Linked DNA regions of Mus musculus: region 1 is linked to region 2. Evidence: chromatin contacts called from public HiChIP or PLAC-seq data. All regions are on one chromosome and are shown on one strand. The core of a region is the stretch at or near the end of the contact, and the rest is flanking DNA. Distances in the headings are between cores, read along the strand shown.

Region 1 (6,653 bases), core at 2,908-5,407, 100 kb before region 2:
TCCTTCCTGAGGAAAAAAGAAAAGAGGAAAAAAAACAAGACAGGACAAAGAAGGGCCTCTGAGAATATGGAGCCCCAATCCTGTGCAGGCAAGAGGAGGAGGCCTGACAGAGCACAAGGAGAGAGAAGGTGTGTGGTCCTGTGTGGAAGGTGCAGGACATGAAGGGGTTTCTCTCATGGAGAGACTCCCCTACACTTTTTTAAGAATTGAAGGTGGGGGTTGGAGAGATGGCTCAGTCATTAAGAGCACTGACTGTTCTTCTAGAGGTCCTGAGTTCAATTCCCAGCAACCACATGGTGGCTCACAACCATCTGTAATGGGATCTGATGCCTTCTTCTGGTTTGTTTGTACTCATATACAATAAATACATAATTTTTAAAAAAGAAGAGGAATCAAAGGGAAGAAAGGCAGATAAATCCAAAAAAGAGAGAGAAAGAAATATTTAGGCCGTTGAAGAGTGAGATGATAGGGGTGGTTTTGAACATAGAGACACCGTCTTTTCCTTCATACTTCTCATTGTGATATATAGGTTTCCTAGAGCTTCCATAAAAACTGGACACAAACTAGGGTCTAAAACAATGGCTTACTGGTTCACAGTTCTTAAGGGGGAAAGTTCAAAACCAAGGGCTTGCCAAGTTGGTTCCTCTGAAGGCCACTAGGGAGAATGTGGCCCAGGCCTTGCTCCTGCCTCTGGTACTTCCCATGGCTTCTCCTCTGGCTGGTCCACCTATCACTCCAGTCTCTGCTCCCCACTCATGTGCTATCTGCCCCCATGGGTGTCTGAGTTCACATTTCCCTTTTTTTTTTGTTTGTTTGTTTGTTTTGTTTTTTTGAGGGTTTCTCTGTGCAGTCCTGGCTGTCTTGGAACTCTCTCTGTAGACCAGGCTGGCCTCAAACTTAGAAATCCGCCTGCCTCTGCCTCCTAAGTGATGGGATTAAAGGCGTGCGCCACTGCCTGCCACATTTCCCTTGTTTTCTTTTTTTTAATTGTTTTTGCTGGAGGTGGTGCCACACACCTTTACTCCCAGCACTCAGATCTCTGAATTCAAGACGAACCTGATCTACAGTGCGAGTTCCAGGACACGCAGAGCTATACAGAGAAACAAACCCTGTCTTAAAAACCAAAACCAACCAACAAATCAAATCAATAACAATTAATGAATAAACAAACACACAAGCAAACAAACACATGAATAAAAAATAAGTTTTGGCCCAGCAGTAATGGCACACGCCTTTAATCCCAGCACTCGGGAGGTAGAGGCAGGCAGATTTCTGAGTTCAAGTCCAGACAGGTCTACAGAGTGAGTTCCAGGACAGCCAGGGCTGAACAGAGAAACCCTGTCTCAAAACCAAAAAAAGAAAAAAAGTTATGTGTTTGTATTCACATGTGAGGGCATAGGTGTGTCATGGAGTATGTGTAAATGGTAGTCTGAGGAAAACCTCTATCTTGTACCTCCTTGAGGCAGGACCTCTCATATTGTTTGTTGCTATACTGTGCACCCCAGGTTAGCTCAATTGCCCTTGACCTCTGGCAATTCTCTCATTTTACCTCTTGTCTGAAATTATAGCCATGTGCTATTGGGTCTGTCATTACTAATCTGATCTCAAGTTGTCAAGACTTGTGCAGTAAGTACCTTCTCCCAGCACAAAACTTCCTTCCTGTACAAAATATGCATTTGTATGTGTGTGGGCGGGGGCGGGGTTCTGTGTGCGTGTGGCACACATTTATGTGGAGGTTAGGGAATAGCTTATGAGAGATGGTTCTCTCCTTCTACCATGCAGTTTCTGGGAATCCATCTCCGGTCATCCAGCAACTGCCTTTGCCCCCTGAGCCAGCCCAGCAGTCTCCCTCTTCTCATAAGCACACCAGCCTCCTCCAATGACCTCATTTAATTTCACTATGCCTATCCAGACACGGTTTCTAGGGAGGGGAAAGCTACAGAAAGGAGTTTATGCCAAGGTTATTGGTTAAAACAACTCTAAACCATTATGTCCACAGACTCTCTCATCTAGAATTTATGTTTCACATAGGCCTCAAGAGAATCTTATAAGGGATTCAACAAAAGCAGTGTGTACCACTGCCCAGCCCCTAGAAGTAAGTGCTCTTTTCAAATGCTTCCTCACTGATTCTTAGAAAGGCTTCCTGGAACAAACTCCAAATCCCTTCACTGTCCTTCGAGAGTTACTGGGAGACGATGGCTCTTCTGTCTTTGGTCATGGAGCTGCCAGTTTGTTCTCTAATCATAAAAAGATTGGTGTCCAATTTTCATTCCTCCCCCCACTTCCCTTCTTCACCCAGATGTCTGCTAATCCAAACAAGAACTGAGATGGGCCCTCAGGGATGAGTTAGGATCTGTGGCTGCTCTCAGATGAAATAATGGCCAGCCAGAGAGAAGGTGTCTTAGGGGCAGGGGATCGAGGAAGGGTCCAGGGACTCTGCAAAACTATGGCACCATGATAACAGCCAGCCTCCATTCCCCTAAATCCTTGTGTTCTAGAAAGAATTAGCTGTCGACCTGACACAGCCTGAATCATCTGAAAAAAAAAAAAAGGATTCAGGGGAGTCATTGTCTTTTTATAACATTGCTCTATGGACAGATCTGTGATATGAGCATGTCTTCAGAGAGAACTGGGCAGGACAGCTCAGCCTACTGCGGGTAGTACCATTCCCTGGGCAAGTGGTCATGGGCTATATTAGGAAGCTAGCTGGTGCATGAGCCTGGCAAGGGTGTCAGCATGCCCCATCCTCAGTGGATCCTGCTATATACTCCCTTGGCTCTAAGTGAGAATTCCTATCTTGACTTCTCTCAGCAATGGGACAGTGACCTGGAAGTGTTAAGTTAAAATACATACTTTCTTTCCCAAATTGCTTTTGGTCATGGTATTTGCCAGAGCAACAGAATATAATTAGGTCATCTTCTTGGTCACAGAAGCCCAGGCTATCTGATCAGAGAGGGATCTTCAAATGGTTTTGCTCCAGCATATTGGAATCCATGTTGGGTTATAGAAGCCTTAAAAAATGATAAAGCTATCAAACCCAGCCCAGAAAACACACGTTCACAATAGTGTTGAGATTGTTTCAGCGCCACACAGACCCTGCTGAACTTGCTCATGAAGCTACAGCTGAGAACCCCTGGTTTGATGCTCTTCTCATCCCCCTTCTCCTGAAAAATACTAGGTGAGGGAATGTAATTGGTTCTCTTCCACCATCATTCTGACATCGTCCACCATCATTCTGAGGGTCTTCTTGGTCTAATCACTATTCAGAGTTTGTTTCTATAAACAAACATGGCTTCTGGCTTCTGTCAAAGAAGGACATTTGAGATGTCTTTGCTTTGGTAACGGTGCCATCGAAAGAGTTCTTGGCCGGCCTTAGAAAGTAAGCCAGCCGTTGGAACGCAGAACTTTGCAGTCTTCTTCCCTGGGATGCAGATTCCGTTCCAGGTATGCAATTGTAGAGAGAGAGAAAGAGAGAGAGAGAGAGAGAGAGAGAGAGAGAGAGAGAGAGAGAGAGAGAGGAAGAAGGAGGAGGAGGAGGAGGAGGAGGAGGAGGAGGAGGAAGAAGAAGAAGAAGAAGAAGAAGAAGAAGAAGAAGAAGAAGAAGAAGAAGAAGAAGAAGAAGAAGAAGAGAACTGTCGGAGAAGGTAGACGGTCTTGAGCTGAAGTCATTATGGGAAGCAAGGTAACTCTGTGATTTGCTATGATCTTGGGGCGACACCAAGGAGCACTTTTCTTGACAGAAATCTCCAAGAGCCCACAGCAAACACTCCTTATGCACACCCAGGTCCTGCAAACATCCACTGCCTTTGACTCTGGAGCTCTGATACAGGTGTGCAGGATGCTATTAACTGTGAGGCAGGTTAGGGGGTTTTATTGGGAGATTTTCTAAGAAAATCTTGGAATGGGGACAAGTTCTGGAGAGGTCTTTAAATTGGAAATGACCAAGTGGGGGAGGGTTTTGCATTGTGTCCTTGGTTTGTTTTAGAATTCTTAGAAGACTCTGGACTAGGGGCAGTATGTGAACAGGGTAGGAGCAGTTTCTCTCAGTACCTTGTGGACTAAGGGCCGGTGGGGTCCGGACCCTTCCCCTTCGCCCAGTGTTTCAGTTGCCTGCTACCTCCTCCAGGCCGAAGGCGGGCCGGGGAGGAGAGAGGCCAGAGGGGCGGACCGCGGCTGTGCAGGCGGCGGTGTGGGAGCTCGGGGGAGCCGGGCCGGAGCCGTCGGGCGCCCGGCGACAATTCCCCCCGCGGCGATCGCAGTGTGCGGCGGGGCGGTGGGCGCGGAGGCGGAGCTGGAGGGGGCATGCCTGGCTGCTGCGAGGCCTCGGGGCGCGCCCCGGCCGCCGTCCCCACCTCCGCCTCCTCCTTCTCCTCCTCCGTCTCCTCCTCCTCTTCCAGTCCCGCCGCCGCCGTAGCCAACATGGCTGCGCCCCGGAGCCCGGGAGGCGGCCGTTGAGAGCTGCCCGATCGTCCCGGCCCCGAGGCTCGCAGGCCCCGGCCCATGGGCCCCGCCGCCTCGCGACTCCCGGCGCGCTAGGCTGCCGCCCAGTTCGGCGTGCAGCCCGCCGGCCTCGGGAAGCCCCGGCGCCGTCCGGCGGGGCGGGGCGGGGCGGCGCGGGCCGCCACCATGGAGCCGCAGCGCCGGGAGCTGCTCGCCCAGTGTCAGCAGAGCCTGGCCCAGGCCATGACCGAGGTGGAGGCCGTGCTTGGGCTGCTGGAGGCAGCAGGAGCGCTGAGCCCCGGCGAGCGGCGGCAGCTGGACGAGGAGGCGGGAGGCGCCAAGGCGGAGCTGCTGCTCCAGCTCCTCCTGGCCAAGGAGCAGGACCACTTCCAGGACCTGCGCGCCGCCCTGGAGAAGACTCAGCCTCACCTGCTGCCTATTCTCTACCTGAACGGCGTCGTCGGGCCGCCGCAGTCTACAGAGGGCGCGGGTGAGTGGCAGTCCCGCGCGGCCCCTCCTGCCCTCCGGCCACCCCTTCTCTCTGCAGCTCACCAAGGGGGTTGGGGGGGCCGAGGCTCAGGTCGCAGCCACCGCTCTACCTGTATGGCGCGGGTGACACCTTCTCTCTTATCCTACCCGGGGAGGGACGGATGCCTGGAACCTCATTCACACCTCCTGCCTCTGTTCTGCGGTTTTCTGGGAACAATAACCCCCTCACCGAAAGCCTTGTCTTTCCTCTCCTTGTTGCTACTGCTGCAGAGTCCTCCGGAAGCCACCAGGTCTGGTGGCGGGGCGGAGGTCGGAAGACACCTCGGAAGGATGTCGGTCAGCCCCCTTTCTAAGCTTCTCACGGTCGGCTAGCCCTTCGGGAGCCCTGGGTTGCAATCCGCAGGAAGGGAATATAGGCCAGGGGAAGATCCCCTAAGTTCTGATCCCTGCAACCCTCTTTAGGTCACTCGTGTCTTTTCACTTTGTGTCCGTGCCCGTTTCCTTCTCGTCCCCTGGACCTCAGTCTCCTAACTCGCCCAGATTTGCTGTGAATTATGCACACCGCCTTCCCCGGTTTCTTTGGAAATTGTGGGCCCGGAAAAGTTGAGGAAGTTGCATTGCACCATGGGAAAATCTTAGTAGTGGTTGCTGTGGCTCGGTTCCCTCCCGGAGAGTTCTGAGTTCCCGGTGGAGGAGAGCTGAGCACCTCTGAGTGGTGCCCTTTGGAACCCCTGTGTTCTTGCTCTTGGAAGTGACTGAGTTGTAAGTGTGTGTAGGGGGAGGGGTGCTGCTGGAGTTTGCGACTAGTGGTAGGCTTGTCCTGACTGGGCTGTGGAGAGAGAAGCCAGCCTCCTCGACAAGGAAGAAGGCATAGTACAGAGAAAGGATGAGGGCTGGCATGTATGGTGTCTGTTGTGGCAGGAACTCTACCTTATCACATTTAATCGCTGTTAACAGCATGTGAACTATCCAGTATTCCTGCTTTGCCAGAGAGAAAACTGGCCTGCAGAGGTTAAAATGTTTAACGGATTGAATGCTAAGAGTTTTGAATTATTGTCTATTGCTTAAAAAAAAAACATATTCAGAGCCTGGAGACAGCAAGTGTGTCTTGCCCTTGTTTTAAGTTGAATCAATATACATAATAAAATCAATCAAGACACATGTAAAAGACCAGTGAATGAAGCGAGCTGGAAAAATAAAACTGCCCTTAGCAACGTGCGGGCCAGAGGTTGAGGAGACCCGTTTATGGGACTGTTAAAAGCTATCCTTATAAAGGGAGTGGTTTTATTAGGTGTCTCTGGTAGCAGTCCTCATCTCCATGAGTCCTTTCAACCCTGTTTTCTCTAGCTGAAGGGAACTGATATACAGAGAGGCTAAACTGCTGCCCCACAACAGAGCACTTCATGGATGCCCTTCTGTCTTCCCTTGGACTTTCGTATTCTGTCTCCCAGACCTTCATGCTGTCCCTACAAGTATGGTTTAATGGAGTTCCTGGGCAAAGCCAGTAGTCTCTTTTGAATGACTCGAAGTTGCTTAGAAGAGGCTCTCGAATGCAGCTGAGAGAATAAAGGACCTCGTCAGATACCTTTTTCATTCTAACTACTTCTATATATCTTTGAAGAAAGAAGTTTGTCAAAGATTTGCTTCTAGAAGTCCGTCTGAGGAAGCACAGAAGTTAGAGGGCAGCCAAGAAGTCCTCACGGGGATGTGCTAGTATCAGCCCT
Region 2 (6,767 bases), core at 3,965-6,464:
ACCTGAGAAGTGCCACCGAGCAGCAGGCCCGGCTCATCATCGGACAGCAGTGTGACACCATCACCATCCTGGCCCAGTACAACCCACACATCCACCAGCTCAACAGCCACTCCCGCTCCAGGTCAGCTTCCCAGGGGGCTGTGGTCCAGGCTGGGGGTGGAGAGATGGGTACAATGGGTGAGTACTTACCTGATGCCAGTTCCAAGTTTTTGAGATTCTTCTAGTAAGGGAAGATGATTCACCTTGAATTTGGATCAGGAGGTATCTAGAGACAGGGTCCTGAAACATTAGAGTATCAACAGCTGAGGTCTGGGGGGAGGGGTAGCTGTGGTAACCAAAAGCTGAACTCCTGGTTCAGCATCCATACTCAGTGGTTGACTCTATGTGTGAAGAAACACTGGACACCTGCCTGTACCTGCCCCTAAACTGTGGGTCCCAGGGTAGGTGACAGGAGGGGCGGCATGTCCTAATGCAGAGCCACCATGCATGGATTGGCAGAGAATAAAAGCAGACAAGAAGGGAAAGTGGCTTTGCGTGTCCTCCAGACTGGATCCCTTTGGAGAGGGTCCCTCATTGGAGTCAGGCAGAGCCTGTGGGGCCCGGTGGTAAAATTCAGACTCTGTGTCTGTCTTTCCAGGACTCAGTGCGTGAAGCCGGATTCCCTAGTCACAGTCTAGGCCTGTTGCTAGTGCAGGAAGGGTGGCTCTGGCTGCGTGTGTATAGCACATTCCTGTTTTTCACCCCCAGCTCTCATCTGGACCCAGCTGCTACCCCTCACTCTACTCTCCAGGGCAGCAGTGCTGGGACCCCAGAACATCCCTCTGTCATCGACCCACTGATGGAACAGGATGAAGGTCCTGGCACCCCCCCAGCCAAGCAAAGCGCCTCCAGCACCAGGTCAGCATAGGCACGCTGAGTGTCCGTTTGGCCTCCAGCTCCAGTAAGACAGAGCCACACCAGGCCTGTCCTTTCCCCTCCTCCCTTCCTCCTTCCCCTTCTCTCCCGCTTCGGTCTGTCTTTCCTTCTTCCATTCTGTTTCCAGACATCCCACCTTTATCATTCAGGAATGCCCTAGGGCTCTGGCCAGCAGGGGCACTGTTGATGTAGGGCCAGGCCCTGGTGAGGGTGGTGAGCTGTGAGATGCATGAGTTCTGTGGCTGCCAGAGTTGTCAGCTGGGTGTGGACATTTCCTGTGAGCAGCTGGGTCTCTTGGATAAGCAAGGGAACAGAATGGTAGCTGGAGGAGAAGAATTTTTATGGGAGCCTTGTGTTAACCCAGTGTCATGCAGATTGAGGCAGCTCTGCCTGGGGACACTCCTACTGGAACTTCATTGTAGGCAGATTGTCACCAGGGCTGGGTTCTACTTTTATATCCTATTCAGGGTGTCCATGTTCAGGGTGTCCATGGGTGTCTGGCTTCCTCACTGTGTTCCCAGACTCACCTGTGGCTCTTCAGTTCTTGAGGGTGAGACCCCTGCTTGAGTTGTCGTAGAAACTGCTCAGGTGTGTCACCGAGTGAGCTGTCTGTAAACAGGGAGGCCAAGGCAGGCAAGCTCAGTCCAGGAAGGCATGTCTCCTAAGGCACTGAGGGACAGCTGGGCCAGAAGCATGGTGCCCTGTCCCCGACTGGCTTTCTCGTCTTCTCTCTGAATGGTTTGTTGCCCTCTTTCTTCTGTCTCTCACATTGCTACCCTCAGCCTCCGATCCTGTAGTGACTCAACAGAAGAGAGCCTGTGACCAACTCACCCTTTGGCTCTCAGGAAGCCCAGACCTGTGAAGCAAGCAGGCAGGGCATTGGCCATGACTTTCTTCCCTCAGTCTGCCCCTCTCCTTGTATGCATTAAGGACTTCGTTTTCCTTCCCAAAAGGAGTGTGGGAGATACCACCAAGAAGACCCCTGATCCCCGCATTGTTTTCATCAAGAAATCCCAGCTGGATCTGGGGGTGCACTTGTGTGGTGGGAACCTGCACGGAGTGTTTGTGGCCGAAGTGGAAGATGACAGTCCTGCCAAGGGTCCTGATGGCCTCGTCCCAGGAGACCTCATCCTTGAGGTGAGTTCTTCCATTGTGTATGCCAGGCCATGCTCATGTGTTGTCAGCTTGTGTCCTTTCACATGACACAGGATATGGAATATGGAAGTCCCCCTTTCCCAGCAACTTGTCAAGGGAGGTTATTCGTGTTCTAAACGATGGGTGCTATCAAGCCCTCCCTGGGCAGTGAGGTGAGCCACCAAGGCATCTCAAGGGCTCAGCCTTGGCTCTGATGGGGGACATCCATAGGAAGTGCCAGTCTCATGAGCCATATGTCTCTGAGGTGACTGGTTTGGCTCTTTCTCACTCTCTAGGTCTCCCATCCCCTGGGGGAGATGGCATATAGGTGGCTGTCTTAGTTAGAGTTACTATATATATATATTGTGATGAAACACCGTGGCCAACGCAACGTTGGAAGGAAAGGATTTACTTCAGCTTCCCCTTCCAGGTCACAGTCCATCACTGAGGGGAGTCAGGGCAGAGCTCAAACAGGACAGCAACCTGGAGGTAGGAGCTGAAGCAGAGACTATGGAGAAGTGCTGCCTACTGGCTTGTTCTCTGTGGCCTGCACAGCCTGCTTTCTTATAGACCCCAAGTCCAGCAGCCCAGGGGTGGCCTCACCCACAGTGCACAGTGGGCTGTACCTTTTCACATCAATCACTGAGTAAGAAAATGCTCTATAGGTTTGCCTACATCCCAATCTTATGGAGGTATTTACCCAGTTGGCGCTCCCTCCCTTCAGATGACTCCAGCTTATGTCATCTTTACATAAAAATGTCCAGCACAGTGCCACAGATACAGTTTCTTAAGCAGGAAGTAGAGGTCATCACTGCTAGGTGGTTCCATTGGCTCTAGTAGCCATGAAGTCATATAGGGCAGGGGCACTGGGGAGGCCTGTGGCAGGGAGGCAGGCAGAGTCTCAGACCAGGCACCGTTCTGCAACCTTCTGAGAACCCAAGCGATCCCTGCCACTGTCTGTCTGACCCTGGTACCCTGTCCCTGGTCAGTATGGCAGCCTGGATATGCGCAGCAGGACAGTGGAGGACGTCTATGTGGAGATGCTGAAGCCTAAGGATAGCCTTCGCCTGAAGGTGCAGTACCGCCATGAGGAGTTCACCAGGGTCAAGGGCCTGCCCGGAGACAGCTTCTACATCAGGTGCCAGCATGGGTTAGGGCCAAGGGAGGGGCTCTCTGTGGAAAGTTCATAGGGTGACTGGATGCCCTAGATCACTTGTCCCCAAGGCCCTGGCTCAGGCCATCATTAGCATTGCTTTTACCTATATGAGATGCTTCCTCCTCCTCCTTCTCTTCTTCCTCCTCCTCCTCCTTCTTTTTGGTGGGGAGGGATTAAGAATACAGGAATTTTGAGACCTAAAGCCTCTTACCTTGTGGGTTGTGTTCCTCCTGCACTCTCCCCTGAGTCTCTCAGATCCCTCTGCAGTCATAGATCCCAGGTGCCCATGGTGCCTGTAAGTCATATGGGTGTCATGATGTGGGATGGTATCAGACTCCTGTCATGTCCCCCACAGCCTGAGACCATGGAGTCCATAAAAACTTGCATGAGTGATACTCTTCTCACTCTGCAGGTGGGAAGTGACATGTTTTCCATCCTAGGGAGGTGACAGTTTGCAGGAAGCAGTGGGCTTCAACTTCAGAAACAGGCAGATAGAAAATGTCTGTTTGAAAAGACATCATAGAGGAAGTCTTTCCCCAGTGGGGATGAGCTCTTAGCATCAGGAAAGGAAAGAGGATAATTCTATCCTGCTCTGTAATGTATGTGAGGGGCCCCTTCGGGATGCCCCCAAAGCCTTTCTTCCTGATATCTGGAGACAACACAGACAGCTGCCTCAAAAGGCAAGAGTGTGGTATGGCGTCTTCAACCCGTGTCCTCTGTTCAATGGTCCAGGGCCCTATATGACCGTCTGGCAGAGGTGGAGCCTGAACTGAGTTTTAAGAAAGATGACATCCTGTACGTGGATGATACGTTGCCCCAGGGCGTGTTTGGGTCCTGGATGGCCTGGCAGCTGGATGAGAATGCCCAGAAGATCCAGCGTGGGCAGATTCCCAGCAAATACGTGTAAGTCTTCTCCATCTCTAGGCAGGGACCACAGTGTGGAGTGGGACCTGCCTCACAGGGTGACACTCGCCTGAGCTGCTGGGGAACTGATTCCTTGGGAGCTGCAGCTGCAGCACATGTGGCCCAGAAAGCTGCTCCTCGCAGTAGGCAGTTTACAGAGGCGCCACGGCGAATCGGGATGCATAATCTCTTCTTCCAAACAGCTATGAAGCTATAATTCTTATAGCAGATGAGTCCGTCCAAGTAGCCTGTATGTTCGCAAGATACATGCAATCATCTCCACCATTATTTTATTTACTTATAGGCAGGCAGGCAGGCAGGCAGTCACGCACGCACGCACGCATGCACGCACGCACGCACACAGGCATGTGTTGCGTGCGCACACACACAGAGAATTTGGATAGGGTCTCATGTATCCTCAGGTTGACCTCAGACTTGCTATGTAGACAAGGTGACCTTGAGCTGATTCTCCTGCCTCCATCTTGTGAGTGTTCAAACCATAGGCACGTACCACTACACTCAGTTTATGTGGTACCTTGAACATGCGAGGCAAGCACTAGATCACAATTCCAGTTACTCCAGAGTTAATTTTAAAGCATGTTCATCACCTCTGAAAGAAACCCAATTAACTATTATTCTGTGTTACCCTGTGACTGTTTTTGATTGCTGTAACAAAATATTTGAGGCTGAGAAATTCACAAGAAAAAGAAGTTTGTTTTGGCCTTGGAGGCTGAGAGCATGAAGTCAGGTGGCCTCATCTGCTCAGCAGCTGGTGAAGCCCTTGTTGGCCACGTCACAATATGGTGGGGAGCAGAAGGAAGGAAGAGCTCCTATAGCAAAACAGGAAGTGTCTTAGTGTTCTATTGCTGTGAAGAAACACCATGACCACATCAAGTCTTATAAAAGCAAGCATTGAATTGGGGCTGGCTTACAGTTTGGTAAGACAATGGTGCTGGAGAAGTAGCTGAGAGTTCTATAAAGGAGAGAGAGAGACTCTGAGACTAGCTTTGGCTTTTGAAACCCCAAAGCCACACCTCCTACCACTCCCTGATGACCAAGCATTCAAATCTATGAGTCTCTGGGGTCCAGTCTTATTCAAACCACTACAACAATCACTACTACAAAGCCAGGGTAGCTCTTTCTTTAACACCGTACTATTGGAGGACATAACTGATCCTTTCTGAGGGTAAAAACCTAATCAACCTCCATTACACAGTCTCTTAGAGAAACCTCACGGCTCAGTACTGCTACTCTGGGGATCGAGTCTCCTGCAGCATGTGGACCCAAATCCAAATCACAGCACACTACTGCTTCTGCCCCAGCCCTAAGCCATTCATCTGCACTTAGAATCTGTAGGTTTCCCTTTAGGCACTTCATGCAAATACAGCCACACGCACACAGTCCAACTGTAGTGTCTGTACCTTCCATGGCAGGAAGCACAGCTAGCAGTGTCACTGGCCCCCCCCGCCCCCCTCCCGGCTGCTGCATTGAGCTCTCTGAAGCTGAACCCTGAACTTCTTGTTGCCATGGTGATGCCTGAGAGCCCCGAGGCACGGGAAAGGCCGGTAGTTGGGGAGGGCTGAGAGTGTGGCTGGGGGAACCTAGCTTCCTCCTCCCCATGGTCCTCCCAGCATTGTCATTTCTCTGTGGCTGCAGGATGGACCAAGAGTTCTCCCGGAGGCTCAGCATGTCTGAGGTCAAAGATGACAACACAGCCAAGACGCTGTCAGCAGCTGCGCGCCGTTCCTTCTTCCGAAGGAAACATAAACATAAACGCAGTGGGTCCAAAGACGGCAAGGACCTGCTCGCCCTGGACACCTTTTCCAACGACTCCATTCCTCTCTTTGAAGGCAAGTGCTGGGTTCATTCCAATGGACTCCAGGGGTGCGGGTGGTAGGGTATCAAAGCTTCACCATGAGACTTCACATAGCTTTCATGCCTTTTGGTACTCATTTGTGGGTGCCCGTTGGCTGGTTTGGTGCACAAGGGCAAAGGGAGAGACGCTAAGCTGGGGCTTTGGAAACCCTGTGAGTACATACTGTGAATGAGCACCCTGGGACCAGCTCTCAGGGTGATTCAAGGCTTATAACGTTTTGGGTGACTGAGGGTAGGAACATCCAGGATGGGCAAAGGTCATTTGCTGGAGGCTTCATGTCCCTAACATACCTCATTAGCATGGGGAATCTCAGGTGTTCACCGAACAGGTTTTATCAGGAGAAAGAAAATTGATCCTGTTAGATTATTGGAGGCTACGTGACATTCCTCAGGCAGAGGCATATATGTGTGTGTTGGGGGTGGGGGGCACTTAGAATTTTCCAGACAAGGTCAGTGAAGGAGAAGCCCTGCTAACGAAGGGAGTCTCCCATATTGTGCCAAGCCCAGGGGCTTTCCTGTCATGATGGACCTTAAGTAGCAGTTTTCCCAAACTCATCTGTAGGTGGATATTGCTGCTGGTAGGACAGTCCTGAGAGTCTGCCAGTGCAGCGAGTGGCTTTAATCCTCAAGGTCTCTTCTTGGCCACCATATTTATTTGTACCTCCAGCCCTGTTTCAGGAGGGAGAAAGGCAAGGCAAAAGTGGCAAGGGTTAGGAGACTGGAGAGATGGCTCATTGCGTAAAAGTGCTTGCTGTGCAGGCTTAAGGACCCAGTTCAGATCCAC

What was found. HiChIP or PLAC-seq counts read pairs in DNA pulled down with a chosen protein or histone mark.
Region 1: an H3K27ac HiChIP or PLAC-seq map of embryonic stem cells shows a contact between it and region 2, with 9 read pairs. The contact joins the promoter of Dlg5 here to the enhancer-like site in region 2. A contact is called at or near these places in 2 of 484 Hi-C or Micro-C datasets (both in embryonic stem cells), 12 of 115 datasets of contacts at active chromatin or transcription factors (embryonic stem cells, epiblast stem cells, forebrain and 1 more) and 4 of 9 other capture datasets (adipose tissue, embryonic stem cells, liver and 1 more).

Annotation. Positions count from the first base shown.
Region 1 is chr14:24,243,424-24,250,076 of GRCm38.p6, reverse strand. It overlaps Dlg5 (discs large MAGUK scaffold protein 5), which reads left to right and starts at 4,157. Exons shown (of 32, transcript NM_001163513.1): 1 at 4,157-4,930. The coding sequence starts at 4,627.
Region 2 is chr14:24,143,493-24,150,259 of GRCm38.p6, reverse strand. Dlg5 (discs large MAGUK scaffold protein 5) reads left to right here. Exons shown (of 32, transcript NM_001163513.1): 22 at 1-121; 23 at 748-897; 24 at 1,869-2,052; 25 at 3,039-3,187; 26 at 3,938-4,108; 27 at 5,765-5,958. Among named protein-coding and RNA genes, the nearest start is that of Gm52142, 27 kb to the right of the region's middle. Within about 2 kb of position 5,214, at least 18 of the 459 cell types and tissues checked have an H3K27ac peak or open chromatin away from gene starts, as enhancers often do. A contact at or near this core is called in embryonic stem cells, where this site is marked.